Linked DNA regions of Zea mays: regions 1 and 2 are each linked to region 3. Evidence: chromatin contacts called from public Hi-C data. All regions are on one chromosome and are shown on one strand. Each heading gives the region's core, a stretch centred on a gene start, on an enhancer-like site or on the middle of the called end of the contact. The rest is flanking DNA. Distances are from core to core; before and after follow the strand shown. Region 1 holds the start of LOC100279946 (putative casein kinase family protein). Region 2 holds the start of LOC100217290. Region 3 holds the start of LOC100281666 (oxidoreductase).

Region 1 (3,428 bases), core at 104-2,603, 270 kb before region 3:
GTCCCTGTATTAGTACTTACTTCCCCCTTGGAGAAGCATGTATAGTTTCGACTCATAATGAAGCTGAGGATGCCTTGATTTTACAGATTCCTGGTAAACATGAGATGGACAACAGTCAGGTAGCATGTCTTGAGGTTGAAAGGGGTACTACCAAGAGTAAGACTGAAATATCATACTGTCTCAAAAGGTAACAGTATCTCAAAAGGTAACAGTATATGTTCAGGCTAGAAAGCCATTACAAATAGAAAAATATAACCTAACATTCTCAGCACTTTTTTTTTGCTTCAGTCAATCCATGATCATGACATATATACAGGATAGAATGTAAAACTTTAAATTCTCTTATCATAGACCACAAGATATCAACATTCTGCAAGTGCTTTCTTCATATGCTCTGAAAATATGCCTTGTTACTTTCTTTAAAAAAAAAGGAACTGTTATACAGCCACACTAATGAAAGGTAACAGAACCATGATTGGAATTAGAACTGGATCCACAGGTCAATTCGCATGGACAACCAAGAAAAGGTTTTAAAATCTTGTTATTACTCATGTAAAAATATAGCTCGGGACCATGCCAGTCTTTTTTAAAGCAATTACATGCAGAACATCATCCATTTTCTGTCATCCCATAATCTACACACAAATTCTTCACGAAACCGTTGCTAGAATGGTAGACCATGATATGTTTGCATATGGAACAAACTCATGCCGAATGCCAGGCATATAACTCCACGACAGAGAAAAATGGTGCACGAACAGTATCAGATTATCTCATACCAACTTGATAGCCACCTCCTCGCCGCTCTGTATGTTGACGCCTGCAGCCAAAAACAAACATCAGCGCATCAGCAACAAATGCGGAACGACGAGCAAAACAAAACAGCGGCGCGTAGGAATCCGCAGAGACGCGTGAGAGATTCAATCAAGAACCCGGCGAGACGCTAACCGAGATAGAGCTCGCCGAAAGATCCGCTCCCGATCTTCTTCCCAAGCTTAAACTTCCCTCCGAACACGTGCTCCATTCCCGCGACCCCGCCAACAACCGCCCCGTAGATCGTCGCCCTCCGATGGAGAACGCTTACATTGCCAGTCCGCAGAAGATTCGAGCCGGAACGACCGGGAACAAGGGTTTCCCCGGATCTCTCAACACAAGGTAGATTCCGCGCTGCGAACCGCCACGTGCAACGGAGCAGTCAAGGCCGACCGGCGGACGGGCGGCGGCGGTGAGGCGGATCGAATTGGCGAGAGAACTCGGAGGTTTCGGGGCCTGGGGCGAGGGATTCGCGTCTCTGATTTCCGGGAGGATTTTAATTTTGGGTGGGTGAGATGGGGGGCGCTCGTAGAGAAAGTGTGGCCGGGTGGGACGCGGAATTCGTGGGAAACGGACGGGGGCTGGAGTGCTGGACAACGGATACCAGCGATAGGGGAGGCACGGCGATTCGTTCCCGTTTCGTTGTGCCTGCGGTACTGATCCGTGTCTGCTTCTGTGTTGCCTCTTGCCCCCTGGTCCTTTGTTGCGTCTGGTTTTCGTGCTTTCGCATGGTTCTTTCCTTACGCAGATACCCGTCTTTCCTCTTTCCTATATTCTTTGGTTATCACTAGAAACGTGCCCGTGCGATGCCACGGAATACAAATTGCGACCCTCCATGATACAGAGATTTGTTTGTTTAGGTTAAAAAATATTTAATCCCTTCAAAAAAAATTTACTCCACCGATTGTACTTCATTTTTCCTTGCATCGATGGTACAGAGATTTCTCTGCTGGTATTTCTTCCTCGCGGGGGTAACGCTGCAGTCCTTGCCCATGCGCTTGACTTGGGACTAAACTGGGAGGTCAAGAAATTCCAGGAACTGTCCTACCAATTACCAGTACGAAAAAATCACAGCAGCCACCCACTACCAATTCACCGTATGATCGGATAAATACACAGCAACCACCACCAATTCACGTACTACAGTGGGGGTAAATACACAGCAGCCACAACCAATTCACCGTATGGTTGGGGTGGAAAGATCGTGATGATTCCTGTTTCGGATTTCCTCACCGTTTTTTGTTGGGGTTTGCTACGTCCTACGACGGCGAAACAACCCACAAGTTTTAATTTGGCGACGTCGTACGGACCGTCGGTGGCTAGCATCCTGGATCCTGGTTCATCTGTCGTCTCCAGGGATTCGGCATGGAGGACGGCGTGTTCTGCGGCGTGTTCGACGGGCACGGCCGCTGCGGTCAGCTGGTCAGCAAGCTGGCGAGGGACCACCTCCCCTTCATGATCCTGAGCCAGCGGAACGCGCTGCTCCTGGGCTCCGACGACGACGGCGATGGCGACGGGGACGACCCGGCCTTCAACGACGCGTCGCCCACGGCGCCGTCGTCCACGGACGGCAGCCGCAGCAGGTGGTCGTCGCCGTCGTTGGCGCCGGCGCCGGCACAGATGCTGGAGGTGTGGCGGGAGGCCTACGCCAACGTGTTTGAGACCATGGACAGGGAGCTCGGGTCCAGGCCAGGGTGGACTGCAACTTCAGTGGCACCACGGCCGTGTGCGCCATCAAGCAGGGGGAGGACCTCGTCGTCGCCAACCTCGGTGACTCCAGGGCCGTGCTGGCGACCGTGTCGGAGACGGGCTACCTGAAGGTCGTGCAGCTCACCACCGACCAGAAGCCCAACGTGCCTCGTGAGTCCTCCTGATCCATCGCTGGATTGAACATGCGGGGGTGGATCCCTGTTGGACGACGGGCGCTAGGCACGAGCGAGGATCCCGCATGGTTGTTGGGCGGAGGCGGCTACATGCATGACGGGGATGGAGGCGGGGGCGGGAGCGAGGCTTGCGGGGGCGCGAGGATGGATGGAAGATGAGGCATGCGGGGGCGGATCCGTCGCTAGGCGCGAGCGAGGATGGCATCGCAATCGGACGGTGGGGATGGAGGCAGGGGCATGGTTGTGCCTAGTCTACACTATCGTCTTAAGGATTAGTAGAGATATAGGTAAACTTTGTTGTCCGATCCCAGCATGGTTTGGCCCATTGTCTACAGAACCCATGCCAGCCCGGCCCAATCATCAGATTATGCTTCAGCCTTAGGTACGTACGACGGGTTAGATTTGTTACATACCTGTCTTTTTTCTATTTTTATAAAAAATATATACTAATTATTAAGACTTCAAGAGTACAACCATTATTCTATGTTCTGAACATGTGACCTCTCAAGTAAAGGCCAAGAATAGCTACCGCTACACCGCATGTGTGTTTATGTCTCCATCTATGACAGAAAACACATCAATTATATCTCTCACCAAGCTCACTTGCTACCGTTGCACAATGCGTAGTAGTAGATAAGTATCACCGAGATTCTTGAATTATATTTTTGGATGAAGGTAATATTATTTAAAGAAGAGCTTTGCATGCAATTTCTTTTGTTTGAATAATGTTTT
Region 2 (3,693 bases), core at 423-2,922, 350 kb before region 3:
CGGTCGACGTCGAGCTACTAGCTATAGGTGTGTGCGTGTCACCGATGCCGATATGCCATCAGCCAGGGCCATGAAGCAACGACATGCGTGTACGATTGCTGTTCGTGGCAGCCGATCGAGGAGACGACGGCGGCGGCGCGCGCGAGGAGCTAGCTAGCGATGAAGGTGGTGGCAGCACAGCACACGTATTCTTTGTGTCGCAATCCATTAGGACAGAGCTGTTACTATGCCGAGGTCACATCACTTGTTCGGATGCAAATGCAAGTAGAGACGATGCACGAGGACGAGAAGCTAGCAGCAGCGCGCGGGAACTAAAATATTTTGCGAGCTACTAGAATCCGAGCCGGCTTTATGGGCGACAAATTAAAACAGTAGGCCGTCGTCGTCTTTGCGGCTAGGGCAACACGGATTCGCGCTAGCTAGCTAGCTAATTTTGCGTCTAGCTACGTGCCAATAGACAGGATCATATCCAGGTGGATCCATCGACCCATGCATGCATCGATCAGCGCTCTTCAATTTGTAAACCAAATCTATGTACGTAGGGGTGTTTTATTAATTATATATTGATATCGATCCCCCCGCGCGCAGGAGGAAACAACGTTGGTGTATACTCAAGTGCCTGCCAATTAATAATGTCTGGATTAAATGTTTGTCTCCATTATATAGTTATATATATATTTCCGAATTGAACGAAGTGGACGTTATACTTATTTATTTTTGTCCATCCCAGCAAGTGCATGTATCTTGGAAACAAAAGCTGCATGCATTGGTTTTTAGACAGGCAAGTATACTTCACTGTGACCAAGTTGCTGGATCAATACACACGTTATATATGACAACAGACAACTTGAGAAATATGTAGTGCCAATCATATGTGCACATATATATACATGGACCATCACTGTGGGGGATTGTATTCACGGGACGAAGGATCTTCTGCGGTGCCCCCGCCAGCGCCACTGTGGACGGCCGGCGTCTGGGAATTATTGCTGTCTTCCCGCAACTTGGTCCTATAGCGAAGCAATAATGTAATCTTTTGTTCGTCCAGATACATAGCATATGCTACCTGCAAGTGGTCAACTAAGCTATGAACCTATGATCGAGCAGTTTTCTTGTGACATCGTACAACTACTTCCTCTATATATGTTTTTTTTGGTGGGGGAGGGGGTCCATTGCGAATGAGCTAGCTAATGCATATACACATAAGATTTGGATCGGTGATCAGACATCGCAATTGCAGCTGTAACGACATTTACCGTGCTGCATGCGGTCATCTCGACATTTACACGATCTGTTAGCCTTACAGCTTGCAACGACTGCGTGCGCGCCATGGTTGACGAGTTGCGAATGAATGCACAGTGCACATAATAAGATCCTTTGTCTAGGAAAAAAAACCTTTCGCCTGGATTTGCACGGATCTTGCGTCCAGAAACGGCCTGCGACACTGCGCGGTTTCTCACAGGCCCAACGGGTGCGCAACTCACTTCTGCTTCGGCCCACGGACACGACGAATGGGCCAGCCCAGATGCCCGGTCCCCGCATCCCGCGAATCTCGGCCTTCTTCTTTCCCACGCACGACGCGCCAGACGCTTCCAGAGCTTTCCACACCATTCGCTCACGACCACGAGGCACGATCACACAGCACAAGCCTCACCCGGCGGAACACCTCTTCCGAGTTCCAACTCCCAACCGCAGCCTCAGCCTCAGCCTCACACGGTCGAAGCAGAACCCGTGAACACCTCAAACCTCACGGCTCACGCCACCGTCCTCCAGCCCCGTTCTCCGGCGATCCTGTCATTCCAGACGCGTCTCCGCCCCTCTCGGTCCACCACCCCGACGCCGCCACATGTCGACGCAGTCCATTTCGCCGGCCTCTGCGTCCGCGCAGTTCACCTACCCGGCGGCAGCGGCCCCGTCTTACTTCCCCGTGCCCTTCCACCTCCAGAACGCGCAATACACCGCATGGACCGCAGCCGCGCCGGCGGTGCCTGTGTACAACGCCATCTATCCCATGCCCCAAGTCCAGCAGGTATGCGCGAGCTGCACCTTACGATTAGAGTTTCGAGAGCTATGTTTTTGGTAATTCATTTGAGTGGCGAACGAAGTAAGGGTGATCCGTGATCGTGGATTAAACGATGGCCTAGCTATGGGGATGTCTCCACGGGTTGGGGAGAGGACAGCACCCTCTGCAGTTTTGTGTCCTTTTGATGTGGCCATTCTAAGTGAGGGCACGACTAATATACCGTACCAGGTGCAAGCACACAATCAGACATTTTGATCCGTTAGATCTAGATCCAACGGTATGTAGCACTTATACCCTTCCACCACCGCCTGGTATAGCTTTATAAAAAACCTAACAAACCACAATTGTAATACTCCTATCTTCTATCTTTTCCTCTTGGTTAGACACCTAGTACATAATAAGTACATGATAAAATCGTGTGATTAGTGATGGTCATGCCACTAAATATATTGACACTTTAGTTATATTATTATCCTACTTTTGATAGCGATTGATTCTGACAAAGATCCATCCCAATTCAGACATCTCATCTAGATGCAAAATGTTCGGTGGAAACTGAACAACTGATCCTAATTCAGATCCATGATGCCTTTACAAAACTATTTCTGCAAGATAACTTAGGTATGCAACAAGCAACCTGTGGGGTTAGTGCTAATTCTTTTCAAGAACCATTCACATCACATCTGAATGAAATGAGGGCTGCAGTATTGGTTTTACATACTGTCTCCACTCCAAGAGAAATAGCTATTGTCATGTGATATATTTTCCCTGCTGACACTTGACAAGTTAAAAGTGCAAGTTTTGATTCAATATAAGTGAATTATACCATTGCTTCATAAGATCTTACATGTTCTAAGTATCATTTTTTTATTCCTTTGTTTATGTTTATGCTGCAAGTATATTTGAAATATGGTTTATGCTGAAAATATTTAGTGACTTTATCTTCTATTGTTTCGTCTTCCAGGCCCAACAGTTGTTCCAAAAGGACTCGAAGATAATTACTCCTGAAGCTCTAGCTACTGTTAAGGCTGCTATTGCAAATAGTGAGAAAGACAAGAAGGTTGATGCAACAAAAAAGGCAGTGCCTCGAAAGGCAGCTGGGCAAAGTTGGGAGGACCCTACCTTGGCTGATTGGCCTGAAAGTAAGATATCTAATTCTCTATTATCTTTTTTCACAATGTTTTGCAAATGCTCCAATTCTGTGGGTATGGAGTCCTTAACATGGCAACGTTGTGGTATTTTAGCTCTTATTGCTCGTTGCCTTGCAGACAACAACCATGAGAAAATGTCAGTCTTACAGGCAAGGTCTAATGCTCTATCTATTATGCTTTGATCTGAAACAAATTGCTCTTTTTTCCCTTTCTCTAAAGGTGCTCAAGGATGTGATGAGCCCAACAGATTGCCACACGTGATTTAGGTGGGCTTGCAGATGATTACTGAACGTTTTCAAAGTACCTAATTCCTGTTTACCTGATTTGTCACATGTAGTTGAATATTGTTTCATGTACCTTTATTAATCTTGGGCATGCTTATGCTGTTGTATGAAATGCTATATTCTTCTTGTGATGTTTGATGCAAACGTATGTGTAGGGTTTGAATTTCTTTGTGCATTACAGGCACACACCCCAACTGCTATGTTCCCTCCATTACTTAGTTCGCCATAAGAATGG
Region 3 (3,460 bases), core at 557-3,056:
GTCCGACGAGAACTGTTTCGATTAGAGAAAGTAATACATTCAGTTAAGTTAATGAAGTTGCTAAGGGGGTGTTTGGTTTCTAGGGACTAATGTTTAGTCCCTTCATTTTATTCCTTTTTAGTATATAAATTGCTAAATATAGAAACTAAAATAAAATTTTAGTTTCTATATTTGACAATTTTGGAACTAAAATGAAATAAAACATAGGGACTAAACATTAGTCCCTAGAAACCAAACACCCCTAAGTTTAATCAGTGCTACTAACAAACTGACATTGTCCAGAGATAACAACATATAACCAAAGACTGAGGAAACCCATTGAAAACTACATCACCGCTGCATGAGCAATGTATATATTGCAAACTTGTATGTATATGTAAGTGGGCCAAAAAATAGGAGTCTTTAGAGATAAAAGGTAATGTTTGGTTCATATATTTGTAACGTGGTGGATAATTGATAAGAGTAAATCATGTTTGTTTAAGTCTAATCGTAGCCAGATATCACATTAAGGACTTCTCTAGTTTATTCAAACTTATTACCACTGATATTCAAGTGTGAATCATTACCGTTACATTTTGTGAACCAAACAGCACAAAAAATAATTACCTCACAATGTATGAAGATCAAGTGGCCTTAGGGGTGATAAGAAATCCAAGTTTTACACTATAAAATTTAAAGATCACGGACTGACCTCTATTTCTATTTATTTTACAAATAAAATTAATTAAGAATTCAAACGAATCATAAAAAAATATTTGGATCATTATCCGTTACCACCCTTAGTGGCCTAGACCATGTATTATAATAGTATCCACATAATTTCTCAAGTTATAATAGCATATATCTAAATAATCTGCACAGCTCCTACATGAAGCGGACGAGCAGTGGCAAGCATCTCTGCCACCCAAGAAGACGACTTCCCATGTGTTGGTGCCGATCTGGGCATCAATCACTGTGAGGTGTACCGGCAGCGGTGCTCTCTGCGACAGCACGGACCCAGCGACCTGCGGCAGAAGCTGAGTCTTCTATGCACCGAGCCGAATGGTCCATATCTAGTGGCCAGCAGTCCGCATGTGCGCAGAGGTGGTGGCATTTACCAACAACACCTGGATCTAACCCTCGAGAGAGATTTCGTCAGAGAGGAGAGATCCTAGGGTTTGCCTTTAAATCGGTATGCCACGCAAGACGCCTCTAGACGATATAGAGTCGAAGAGAGGTGAAAAAAGCTACGTTCCTATCTACTCCCAGAGCAAAGATAAAGAAACGGAAGATATATTGATTTGATTCAATTGTTCATTTATTCAATCGATCATAATCTTCAAATATAAAAGGGGAGGTCTAAACCTGCTTCTAGGCGTCCTCTAACAACTTTTATGAGTTTAGAGAAATAAACATCTTGGAGTTAGAAGCTTAATCCGGCTAATCTGATTTAATCACGGAAGCGGCTCAAGGTGGACCGTCCAAACTTACCCAATGCTACAAACTATGCTCAACGCCAATCTTGTCTGACGCCGATGGTCCGTCCTTATCTGCACCTATGCGCTACGCTAGATGGCCAGGAAGAGGAGCAAGTCCCTAGCTAGCTGGTAGCACGGAGCGACTGCCGTGGGATCGAAAGAGAAAAAAGACAATTTTATTTCATATGGCCGGTCTTTAGTTTTTTCGCTTCCTATGGACTCCTTTCACAGTGCTATATATATAGACCACTTCTCTACCGCACTGTGCGTCTGTGCCTGCCGTAAAGCCTCGGTGCCTCCACTGTGTGTGTCCACTTCCCTGAAGCTCATACGCAGCCCACGGTTTATTATAGAGGACTCTCCGCCGGCACGGTCACTTGAACCAGTAGCCGAGTACAACGCCACACGCTCGTCACCAGGAGGCCGCCAACCGGCACCATGGGCGCGGGCAACAACAAGCGGGGACACCCTCTCCTGAGGGGTGGGAGCGCGAAGAGGGAGCGGTACACGCACGGCTTCTCGGCGTCCCAGATGGCCGCGCTCACCGCCCTCTGCGGCGCGCTGGTGCCGTCCCTGCCGCCGGCGGACCGCCGGAACGGTCACCACCACAACCCGCAGCCTGAGGAGGACGGCGGCAGCAGCAAGGTCGTGGAGGAGTTCCTCCTCGCGTCGGCCGCCGACCCGCCCGTGCCCGGCGAGGTGGCCGAGCTGATGTCGCGCAAGTGCCTCCCCGAGGCGCTGGCTCTGGTGCGCGCGGTGCTGTGGCTGCTGGGCACGCGGCTCGGCTCGCTGGCGCTGTGCGGGGCGCGGTGCCTGTCGTGGCGGTTCCCGTTCGTGCGCCGGTTCGACGAGCTGCCCCTGGAGCACCGGGAGGCCGCGCTCCGGCGGTGGAGCCGGCTGACCCTGCTCCCGCCGCTGCGCATGTTCTTCCTCATCACCAAGGTCTTCTGCCTCTACGTTTTCTACTCCTGGGTAAGCCTGCAACTTCCACACTCCAGTGGTCCGCCGGTGCCGCGGTAGAAAGTAACAGTCGCTTTCGCGTCGGTTAGCCTCTGCTATCCGTCCGCTAGCTAGCTGCACTGTGCACTGTAGTCAGGCTGTAGCAACGAGCACGGGACAGGGGGCCGACCTGGCCCACCGATCGATAGGGCTAAGGCATATGATTGTGTGCATGAGCGGCGACGCCCGTGGGCCGTGGCTGCACCTGCACGTCTTCCGTCCGCCATGACCACCATATGCTGTGAGTCTGCGACGCTGGCCGCGCTGCATCTGCATGTGCACGACAAAGGACCACAGACAGGTCTCCTCTGTCAGTCGGATCGTCGTGGTGTCTTCGTCGATAGACATTTGACCACGTCCGTATAATGTTGGCGACGAGGCGGATTATGCCGGGGCTGATCGGTAGCTGGGTATTTCCATACCTGTCTGTACTGTGCTTTGGTCGTTAGTTTCAGAGACTTCAACACCGTAGAAACTTAGGTAGATGCAGACACTGCTTCATAGCTATGAAGCAGATTTATTTATTTTTTTGGCTTTTTTGTCCTATATTGTAGGATGGATCTCGAAATATATGAAAGATTTCTCTGTAAGCCATACATACGACTTTTATCGAATACGACTTTCCATATAATTCTATAAGTAATCTATGAGATTGAGTATAGAATTCTGTTTACTCTCTTTTTCCCCTAGGACAGGAAATTCTGTATATATAGTACTTTTCTCGGAGATAGGTGGTGTTTAATGTGGCTCACCTTTATTAGTATCTTCTTTTACCCTGTAACTGCAAAATCTTGATAATGATAACATGGAAAGGAACACACTATAACCTCGTCTGAAGATGACTGGTAGTGAACGCAAGCTAGAAAGCAACAACGATATCAGCTAAGCAACGAACTATGACAAGGACGCATCACGCATAGGTTCATGTTCCATGCATGATGTTTTTTTATTTGAAGCTTTTTCTTTCTTTCCATGTTGCGTGCGTGTCCTTGCCCTGCAGACCG

What was found. A called contact is a pair of places that touch in the nucleus more often than the background predicts.
Region 1: a Hi-C map of bundle sheath shows a contact between it and region 3, with 2.8 times the contacts expected there. The contact joins the promoter of LOC100279946 here to the promoter of LOC100281666 in region 3. A contact is called at or near these places in 8 of 25 Hi-C or Micro-C datasets (bundle sheath, ear, endosperm and 3 more).
Region 2: a Hi-C map of ear shows a contact between it and region 3, with 4 times the contacts expected there. The contact joins the promoter of LOC100217290 here to the promoter of LOC100281666 in region 3. A contact is called at or near these places in 3 of 25 Hi-C or Micro-C datasets (ear, endosperm and tassel).

What each region holds. Positions count from the first base shown.
Region 1 is chr4:147,308,988-147,312,415 of Zm-B73-REFERENCE-NAM-5.0, reverse strand. LOC100279946 (putative casein kinase family protein) reads right to left here and starts at 1,353. Exons shown (of 14, transcript NM_001152896.1): 1 at 949-1,353; 2 at 780-820; 3 at 21-90. The coding sequence starts at 1,024. It also overlaps the pseudogene LOC109945829.
Region 2 is chr4:147,392,716-147,396,408 of Zm-B73-REFERENCE-NAM-5.0, reverse strand. LOC100217290 reads left to right here and starts at 1,672. Exons shown (of 7, transcript NM_001143640.1): 1 at 1,672-2,029; 2 at 2,988-3,165; 3 at 3,268-3,323. The coding sequence starts at 1,847.
Region 3 is chr4:147,044,110-147,047,569 of Zm-B73-REFERENCE-NAM-5.0, reverse strand. LOC100281666 (oxidoreductase) reads left to right here and starts at 1,806. Exons shown (of 2, transcript NM_001154586.2): 1 at 1,806-2,429; 2 at 3,457-3,460. The coding sequence starts at 1,896.